Regions from separate parts of the Capra hircus genome. Here region 2 is linked to region 1. Evidence: chromatin contacts called from public Hi-C data. All regions are on one chromosome and are shown on one strand. Each heading gives the region's core, a stretch centred on a gene start, on an enhancer-like site or on the middle of the called end of the contact. The rest is flanking DNA. Distances are from core to core; before and after follow the strand shown.

Region 1 (4,653 bases), core at 1,081-3,580:
TGCAATGGGAAACCAAAAAAGTCACATGACTCGATTTATTGCAGTATTTGCTTTATTGAGGTGGTCTGGAACCAAACCCACAATGTCTCTGAGGTATCCCTGTAATCCCTTTGCCCATAAAACTCTTAAAAAAAAAAAAAAACCTTTTCATGGAACGACTACTGTCTATGCCCAAATATGAAGTGAGGTTTTCTTCTCCGAAATTATCCTTCATAGATATATAAGATGGAGATGGATATTTAAGATACATAAGATGGAGTTTCCTTATATTCAAGGGCTTTCAAGAGCTCATATTTCAAAAGCCAGTTTCTCAATCATTTACTTTTGAAGAACTAAAATACTGTGTGAGGAAAACTTTATCCTAAGACAACTTTAATCTGTGTTAGTTTTAATTGCTGGTAAAGGTTGTCTGATGGAATTAGTTTTTTTAAAAAATAAGGGAACAAATAAATATAACACAAAATTGGTAACTATTCTTGAGAGTGTGAAGCAGATGCTGTGGACCAGCTTGCTCATTGTCTTTTCTAATTTTATTCTGATCTGTCTTCTTATATTGAAGAAACTGGAAACTTCTTAGAAGTTTTCTTAGACACTGCAGTGAGCATTTTGGATGTACTTTAGGTTCCAAAAAAGAGATTCACTTGCATGAAACTTGACTTTGGAACAAGGCATGCAGTTTGGTTTGTGGATGGTCAGCAGAGGTGATAAGCAACAGCAGACTCTCAGCTCCACCAGCAGCATTCTGACTGCAGCAGAAATGGCCCAATAGCGGTGTGTGCTACAGCAGCAGGGCCAGATTTGGCTTGTGGCTTCTTGTTCTCTGGCTGGTCTTCTGGTGTGGCTTTGGAATTATTTTTGGAAGCTCAGTCTAGAGCCTGTTTCTTGCCAAACTCCCCACTCCAGTGATTCTGGAAATTATATGATACGCTGTTACAAATCTCCTCTTGCTTAAACTAGTCAGAACAGATCCTGTTCTGAGGCTAGACCCTTACTAATACAGGGTATGACCTCCCTATGCAGATATTTGGTATGCATGTAAAAAGCAGTGATTAAAAAGCAATATAGTTAGGGATTATGTCAAAGAGATAAATCTAAACCTATAGAACAAATTTGAAAAAAAAAAAACAACCACCCTGAATTTATATAATCATGGTTTAGGATTAAAATGTCCAGTGACAGCACTATACATGGATTTAAAAAATACTGCATGCAAACAAAAGCAACTGTGTTAGATGCTTTAAGAAGGGCCTCTTGGGATGACTGAGATGTTGAAAGACTTAGGTGAGAGTTTAAGTAAAATCGAGTCATAAAAAGTGAGAGGAAAAAAGCAATATTGCAATATCAACCTGCTATTTCATGTGTTAATTACACTTTAAAATGTAACTAAAGGGATGAAGTCAATCCTATAGACAGACATTTAACTCTCTTACCTATTGCTGAAATATTTATATTTTCAAGTTGGCCAAAAGGCCCCCAAAACCTCAACCGTGTTTTCTGAGAGGTTTTTCCCTTGCAAAATGTGAGATTACTCTATATTCAGAATTACCTGATACTCAAATTTTATGATATTAATATGGCCTGAAACTAATACACAGGGGGCAACCTTTGAGGAATGCTGGCCTGCTGAACCAAGGAGAGCAATTTAGTGTTCGATAAACTATTCAAATGACACAAAATTGCTGTTGTGACATGGCTTCTTTCTTCTGTTTTCTTCACTGTTCCCAGGGTCTGCAAGGCTTATCTTTCCCCCTACTCCTAACAGTTGAGTAAGACATGGTCTCAGCCTCAGGGAGTGTGCAGCTCCAGTAATCAGGATGGTGTGCAGATGTGATTCTCAGAGGAAGTCCCTCACACAGGCCATGACAGTGAACAGGGGACACTTCTACTTACCCAGCGGTGGATTTCAAGAAGGAGGTGGCATTGTGGTCGAGCCTGCATATAGTCAGTTCTACTAGCCATAGATTTTACTAGACCATAAGGGTCATTCTTCAGATAAAAATTAATAGTTTCTTCCTTGGACTTCATAAATGACCAGTTGTCTAGAATTCTGAATAAAACACTGCAGGCATCTCAAACCAGAACTTTCCGGCGAGTCGATTTTCACCCAGAGGCTGAATGCAGTAAGACCTACCTGTGAGTTTAGCAAGTGTCTTGGCAAACAGATCGCCTCCCTCCGTTTACAAAGTAGGAAGGAGACTATTCTTCCACATCACCTTTTCTTGAGACTGTTATAGCGGGAGGCGGTAACTCTCCCGGTCCTTGCCCCACCGGTTGCCGGGGCGACCGTCGGGCGCAGTTTCCCCGGAGGCCCGCTGGGTCGCACTGTGGCCCTACGGATGCGCACCCGGGCCAGGCAGGGGCGCTCGGGAGCGGCCGGCTTCAGCCTTGCGCGCAGGTGGAGACGGCGGGTCGCGGTGCAGCTGCTGCCAGGCCTCCGGGGGCGGCGGCGGACGCAGAGATTGCCAAATTCCGGAGAAGTTTGTATTTGACAGTATATCCCAGGGGCTGCACCTCGCCCTCCCGCGGAGCTGCCCTGCGCCACCACCTGGTAGGCCGTGAGTTCCGGCCGTCCTTGCTGTTCACCATCTTCCCGGAGTTGGCGCCTCGATATGTTGTCGCCCCCTAGGATGGCACGAAAGAGTGGTCCCTTTCGTGGGAGAGAGGGCTGGGAGATGGGGGAGAGGCTTCGATCGCGGTTAGGGCAGCGCGTGGTCCTCGGGCTCCGCCGCACTGGTTCGCACTGCTGTTCACTGGTGGAAAGAGCTACTCCCGTTTTTTCGTTGGTCGCTTTAATTTTCTTTATATCTGCACGTCTTTAATTTTATTTAAAAAATTGTCTGTGTTTGACTTTCCATGAGTGCTCGTTGCTGGACTGGGATATGAAGTCTCCGTTCTCCTGACGCAAGAGCTCAAAGCACCATGGAATCTCCCACTCTGCTTAAATATTAATGTTTATTGAAAGCAACTAGCGTATACAATTTTTTTTTTTTTAGTATCTCTTTCTCCCTTCCTCTCTTTGATACCTATTCTTTTCGTTCCCCACCCCCACCTTTGGCCATGCCATGCAGCTTGTGGAATCTTAAATCCCCCATCAGGGATTGAACCCCGGCCTTTGGCAGTGAAAGTATGACATCCTAACCACTGGACCGCCAGGGAATCCCCGATTAGCTAGTTTTTAAAATGGAAAAATAATAAATACATATGGTAGAAAATGCAAGCAGTACAGAAACCTTCCCCCCTTTATATGGCCCCAAGCCCTCTTCTCAGAGGCAGCCGTTTTTAGTACTTTCTTTTGATTTATTCCAGAACAAAAGTATACGGATGTCTCCTGTTAAGCTTCTTCTGTACGCAAAACCTGTGCAGGGCTTCTCTTCTCCCTTTATAATACATCTTGGCGATGGCCTCACTTCAGCACAGGTGGATCTGGGACATTCTTTTAGAATGGCTGCCTGGTGGTGTTCTGATAGGCAGCAGATTGTAATTATTCAATCAGTCTTTGATTGAAGGATATCGAGGTTGTTTCCAGTCTTTTGCTGTTACAAACAATTCAGTGAACATCTGTGTGTATGTGATTGAACCATGTGTGTAACTGTGTCTGTAGGATAAATTCTTAGAAGAGGAGCTGTCTTGACGAAGAATATTTTCATTTTTCATTTTCTGTATCTTTCTGGCCAGGCGGGAGACCTGGGTTCGATCCCTGGGTTGGGAAGATCCCTTGGAGAAGGGAATGACAACCCACTCCATTGATTTTGCCTGGAGAACTCCATGGACAGAGGAGCCTGGCGTGCAACGGAACGGTCCATAGGGTTGAAAAGAGTTGGACACTACTGAGTGACTTTCACTTTCTTTCTTTGCAGGTAAAGGCAGCACCAAGTCATAGAGTCCTCAGTGGCTACTCCCCACCCCCCCTTTCTTAGCAATAGGTTTATTGACCTTTTAAGTCCCATTTGCCAGTGTGAAAGATTAAAAAGTAGCATGTCGTTGTTTTCATTTGCATTCTTTAAATTTTGAGTGAGGTCTATTCTTTTTCACATGAATAAAGCAATTTGAATTCTGTGAGCAGATCTTTTTTTCCTTTGCCTACTTTCTGTTGGATTGTTGGATGTTTTCTTATGGATTGAAAATTCTTTTTGTATACTAAAGAAATTAGACTTTTGGCTCATATCTATTCATCCTTTTGACTTCATTCATAGTATTTACATTTCATAAATTTTCATTTTTACAGAGTCAAATTTATTAGTCTCTTACTTAGCTTCTGGATTTTCTGTTTTGTTTAAAAAGACCTTCCTGACCCAAATATTGCATCTACATATTCCCAGTCTACAGTTTTAGTCTGGCAGCCTCTCCACAGAGACCCAGATACATGATGAGCTTCCTGGGTGCTAGAACAGAAGGGAAGGAATATTATTTTTTCCATAAGGTAAATATGTAATCTGAAGTCAAATAAGTCCGAACCAGGAATCGAACCAGGGTCTTCTGCAATGCAGGTGGATTCTTAACTGTCTGAGCTACCACCTGCCAGGGAAGCACTAAACACATGATCTTACTTACACAATAAAAAGTAATTCAATAATTTAAAATCATGTTTAGAAGAATACTTAATACCCTGAGAAAATTCCCATAGAATACTGCTATGTTTTTAAAAATAGGTTA
Region 2 (4,602 bases), core at 1,986-4,485, 280 kb after region 1:
AAGGAATGGAGAGAACATGGCTCCAAAGTAGTTTTTTTCCTGACTCTCAGCTACCTATGAGACCTTACGGGCAGAGTGCTTGCCCTCCTCCCAAAAGCCTCTGTTGGCTCATCTGTAGAGTTAGAGGCTGAACACATTTTCCAGTGCTTCCGGTGCCCACATCCTGTGCTTCTGACCCCAGCAGTTTGCTTATCCCTCCCAGTACCTGGACAGGGTTCCGTCTTCACCCTTGCTGAGTCATTGAACTTGGCCACTCACAGGGTCTAGGCTATTCACCTTGCAGCTCTTGGTCGGAACCCCTGGGATCAGGCAAGGATGATGTTAACAAAATAGGTGTGGGATAGGAGCCCTTGGCCTTGCTCTGCCCAGAAGTCCTGCCCAGTGTCTGTTCCAGTTCTGTACCTTGGAGAGTGCTCCTTCGTCCTGTAAATGCTGGGCGGATTGGAGGTAGTGGCTGATGGTGCAGCCATCCGAGGGGCTGGGGGGAAGGATGGTGCTAGGGCCCCATGTTCACGTGTGAGTGAGTCTGCTAGTGTTCTGTAAGGCCCGCTTCATTGGCTCTCCCTGGCAGAGTCTGGCACCCCTCTCTGTTTTCTCTGCATTTTTATTCCGTTGCATCCACTGCACTGCATTGGTTTTAAAAGAAAATGTGTTAAATCCTTTATTGGGATCATAGCAAAGACAAAAGCTGTAAGGCCTGTCATTGAGCCCGGAGAGGGTGGTGTTATTATTTGTCTTAGTTTTTGTTATTTGCATCTGAGAGTTACGAGTTTCCTGAAGGCCAGGATTGGCTTTTCTGTTTTGGGAGTTGGCTGTTGGTTTACATTTGCGTTCCCAGCTGTTTTTCCCAGCTCTAGCCTGGTTGCTCTTTCAGCTCTGTTTCTCTCTGTCCAGGTCCGGTGTACGTCCTTTTCTCTTTGTTTCTTTTCCTTGTTGTCAGTTAGTTAGCCAGACCCCAAAGACTGTAAAACTGATGGTAATTAAAAGGCATTAGAAGGCAATGGCACCCCACTCCAGTACTCTTGCCTGGAAAATCCCATGGATGGAGGAGCCTGGTGGGCTGCAGTCCATAGGGCCGTGAAGAGTCATACACGACTGAGCGACTTCACTTTAACTTTTTACTTTCACGCATTGGAGAAGGAAATGGCAACCCACTCCAGTGTTCTTGCCTGGAGAATCCCAGGGACGGGGGAGCCTGGTGGGCTGCCGTCTCTGGCGTCGCACAGAGTCGGACATGACTGAAGCGACTTAGCAGCAGCAGCAGCAGCAACCCGAAGCCTAAACAGACGTTTCTACAAACAAGACATACAGATGGTCAAAAAACACGTGAAAAGATGCGCAACATCAGTCATTACTAGAGAAATGCAACTCAAAAGCACAATGAGATATCACCTCACACTTGTCAGAATGGCCTTCATCAAAAAGTCTACAAACAATAAATGCTGGAGAGGGTGTGGAGAAAAGGAAACTGCTCTTGCACTGTTGGTGGGAATGTAAGTTGATATAATCATTATGGAAGACGGTATGGAGATTCCTTAAAAAACTAGGAATAAAACCACCATATGACCCAGCAATCCCACTCCTAGGCATAAACCCTGAGGAAACCGGGGCTGAAAAAGACACTTGTATCCCATTGTTCATTGTAGCCCTATTTACAATAGCTAGAACATGGAAGCAACCTAGATGCCCATCAACAGATGAGTGGATAAAGAAGTTATGGTACATATACATAATGGAATAATACTACGCCAAAAAAAGGAACACATTTGAGTCAGTTCTGATGAGGTGAATGAACCTAGAACCTATCATACAGAGTGAAGTGAGTTAGAAAGAGAAAGATAAATATTGTATTCTAATGCACATATACGAAATCTAGAAAGATGGTACTGAAGAATTTACTTACAGGGCAGCAGTGGAGAAACAGACATAGAGAATAGACTGTGGATACAGAGAGAGGGGAGGAGAGGGTGAGATGTATGGAAAGAGTAATATGGAAACTTACATTACCATATGCAAAATAGATAGCCAACAGGAATTTGCTGTATGGCTCAGGAAACTCAAAAGGGGCTCTGTATCAATCTAGAGGAGTGGGATGTGGAGGGAGATAGGAGAGAGGTTCAACAGGGAGGGGATATATGTATACCTATGGCTGATTCATGTTGAGGTTTGACAGAAAACAACAAAATTCTGTAAAACAATTATCCTTCAATGAAATAAAAAAGACATTAGCAAAAGAACACAGCAAAAAGATAGCGTGTCTTTAACGATCCCATTGGCTGAGAAGCAGTCAGCTTTTAAGGATTGTGGGTTTAGCTTAGGAGCCTCTCTTACTGGAGATGGCAGGAACCTTGAGGTGGGAGGGGAGAGGGAACATTGTGGTGCCTACTGCATGGAAGGTACTCTCAGACCATCCCTGAATCCTTGGTGGAGACTGATTGGATGAAAGAAGAGGAGCTTGTCAAGAGGACCAAGTGCCAGAAAGTGAGAATTGATGCAGAAAGAGGCTACAAAACAGTAATTCGGTCGAGGTGTATCTTGGGGAAAGATTTGGTTCCAAATCTATATTGTTAAAAGGTAAACTGAGGCATATTAAAACCTTGACAAGTTTATTTGAGTAGAAATCAGTGCAAACCTGGCAGTGTCGAACCAGCAGGAGCAGGGAAAGACACAGAAAGTAAGGACAGGAAGGAAGCAAAGCGAGGAAATGGTTCGATTGGCTTGCCGTCTGGGTGCCTGTTCGCAACCGGTTCCCCCTGGTTTGGTTTTGTAACCTTGAGACGTTTGCAGGCTGGGATTTCAGTTTGCTTCCATAGGCTGCCATAGCCTTAGACCCGCCTCAGTCCAGTGGCCACCTGGTTTAATCAACTAAACAGTATATAAACTGGAAACCTGGGGGATATTCAAAAATTACCTTTGAACCCTGCGCCCCCACCCTAAGAAGACACAGTGTTAGAAACAGATGTATTATCATTTCAGTTTAATGTGACCATTTTTCTCCCCCAGCGAGGGAGTGTTTGTTTTGTCTGAGTTCCTTGTGATGTCCTTGGCTTAGGTGTAGGGGGCAGGCTCTGTGGAAAGTGTCTTCTAAAACACCAGACTCGTGCCCAGCAGAGAGCTGCTGATGCTGCGAGAGATGGGCGTGTCTTTCACCTGTTTGAACAGCCCCTCTTCTTGTGCTTTACTCGCATCTTTGCATGTCACAGGGCTCTGCTTTTGTTCTCCCTCACCACCTAAACTGGCGGAGAATTAGGCGGCTTTTTGACAAGAGAATAATTCCTGTATCTCTTGGCTCTGACTCTAAGTGTTAAATGCATATTCAGCTCAAATCTCCAAATTCTCTGTTTCGTCAACAGATTGCTCGTGGGGGCTCCCCGCGCCGTGGCCCTTCCGCTGCAGAAGGCCAACAGAACAGGAGGCTTGTACAGCTGCGACATCACCTCCCGGGGGCCGTGCACGCGAATTGAATTTGATAACGACGGTGTGTTCTTTTGGACTTGCTCGGTGTTCCCTTGGCCAACTCAACCTGTATCCCACTTGCCCTTTCCAAGAGGAAGGAAAGAGGGGGACAAGCATTTATTCTTGGAGAGAAGGCCTCTCTTAATTGCCTGGGCCTTGACTGTTTCTTGCTTGCCCTGAGAACATTTACTTTTTAAGTCACTTTGGCTGCCCTGTTTTTGGTGTCTCCCCAACCCTGGTTTCCAAACTGGTATGGTGTATTGATGTTGCCACCTAGTGATGTGTTGAGGTTCTACAGGAGACTTGAAAAACTGTTCAGAAAAAAGAATGTGTATCCTGTACTCAGCAGCCAAAAGTTCTCATTTGCTGTTAAAATATTAGGGAGAAAGGCTGTTAAATATAAGATCTCTCTAAAATGAGAGCTGGACAATATGGATAAAATTTCCCTATTATCTCAGATAGAGGCTTGTTTTGTATAGACTGTGTGGTGGGCAGAGCAATTAGTGTCCTGAGAAGCTGCAACCAAACCTAATTTGGCGTTCTTGGTCGACGCAGATTTGCAGCTTCATGTTTATATTCTTCTCTTGTTTTTTTTTTTTTTTTTTTTAAATCTTTTTAGCAACAAATTTTTTTTAACTGATTGGAAAATAATATATGTTAATTGTGGAAAATCTGTAAATGACATTGAACTATAAAGAAAAACTCAAACCCACCGATAATGTAGCGATAATGCCTATTTACTTAACATTTTGGCATTTTTCCTTTTGCCTACCTAAAGTTGTTTAATTTTGATGTTTTCGTAATGATTCAAAATTGAAAATCATGCCTGCCATCTCATTAAGGAAGGCAAAATTTTGGATGTAGGGTTATACAGTAGGCTCAAATTGATACTGAAGAGCACACGGTGAGATTTTTGGTTTCCCTCTCTCCTTTTTGGAAGGAGGAGGTAAAAATAAATATATCATTTTCCTTTTTTTCATCAATAGAAAGATAGAAAGTGGATCTGAGGCCTTGTTTTCCCATCTCCAGTAAAGAAAAGCAAAGTTCAAGCTATCATGTAACAAATTTGAGGGTATGTAGAGAAGTAACTCCCTTTTTGTTAGTTTGGATGGTCATTTCTGTTCTTGGGACTCTGGGTGTCAGAGA

The links. A called contact is a pair of places that touch in the nucleus more often than the background predicts.
Region 2: a contact with region 1 is called in a Hi-C map of liver, with 5 times the contacts expected there. The contact joins two enhancer-like sites. A contact is called at or near these places in 2 of 5 Hi-C or Micro-C datasets (blood and liver).

The regions. Positions count from the first base shown.
Region 1 is chr2:111,873,666-111,878,318 of ARS1.2, forward strand. No RefSeq gene overlaps it. Among named protein-coding and RNA genes, the nearest start is that of DLX2, 35 kb to the left of the region's middle. Within about 2 kb of position 2,331, at least 3 of the 5 cell types and tissues checked have an H3K27ac peak or open chromatin away from gene starts, as enhancers often do.
Region 2 is chr2:112,150,501-112,155,102 of ARS1.2, forward strand. ITGA6 (integrin alpha-6) reads left to right here. Exons shown (of 25, transcript XM_018064673.1): 2 at 3,354-3,478. Among named protein-coding and RNA genes, the nearest start is that of ITGA6, 38 kb to the left of the region's middle. Within about 2 kb of position 3,236, at least 3 of the 5 cell types and tissues checked have an H3K27ac peak or open chromatin away from gene starts, as enhancers often do.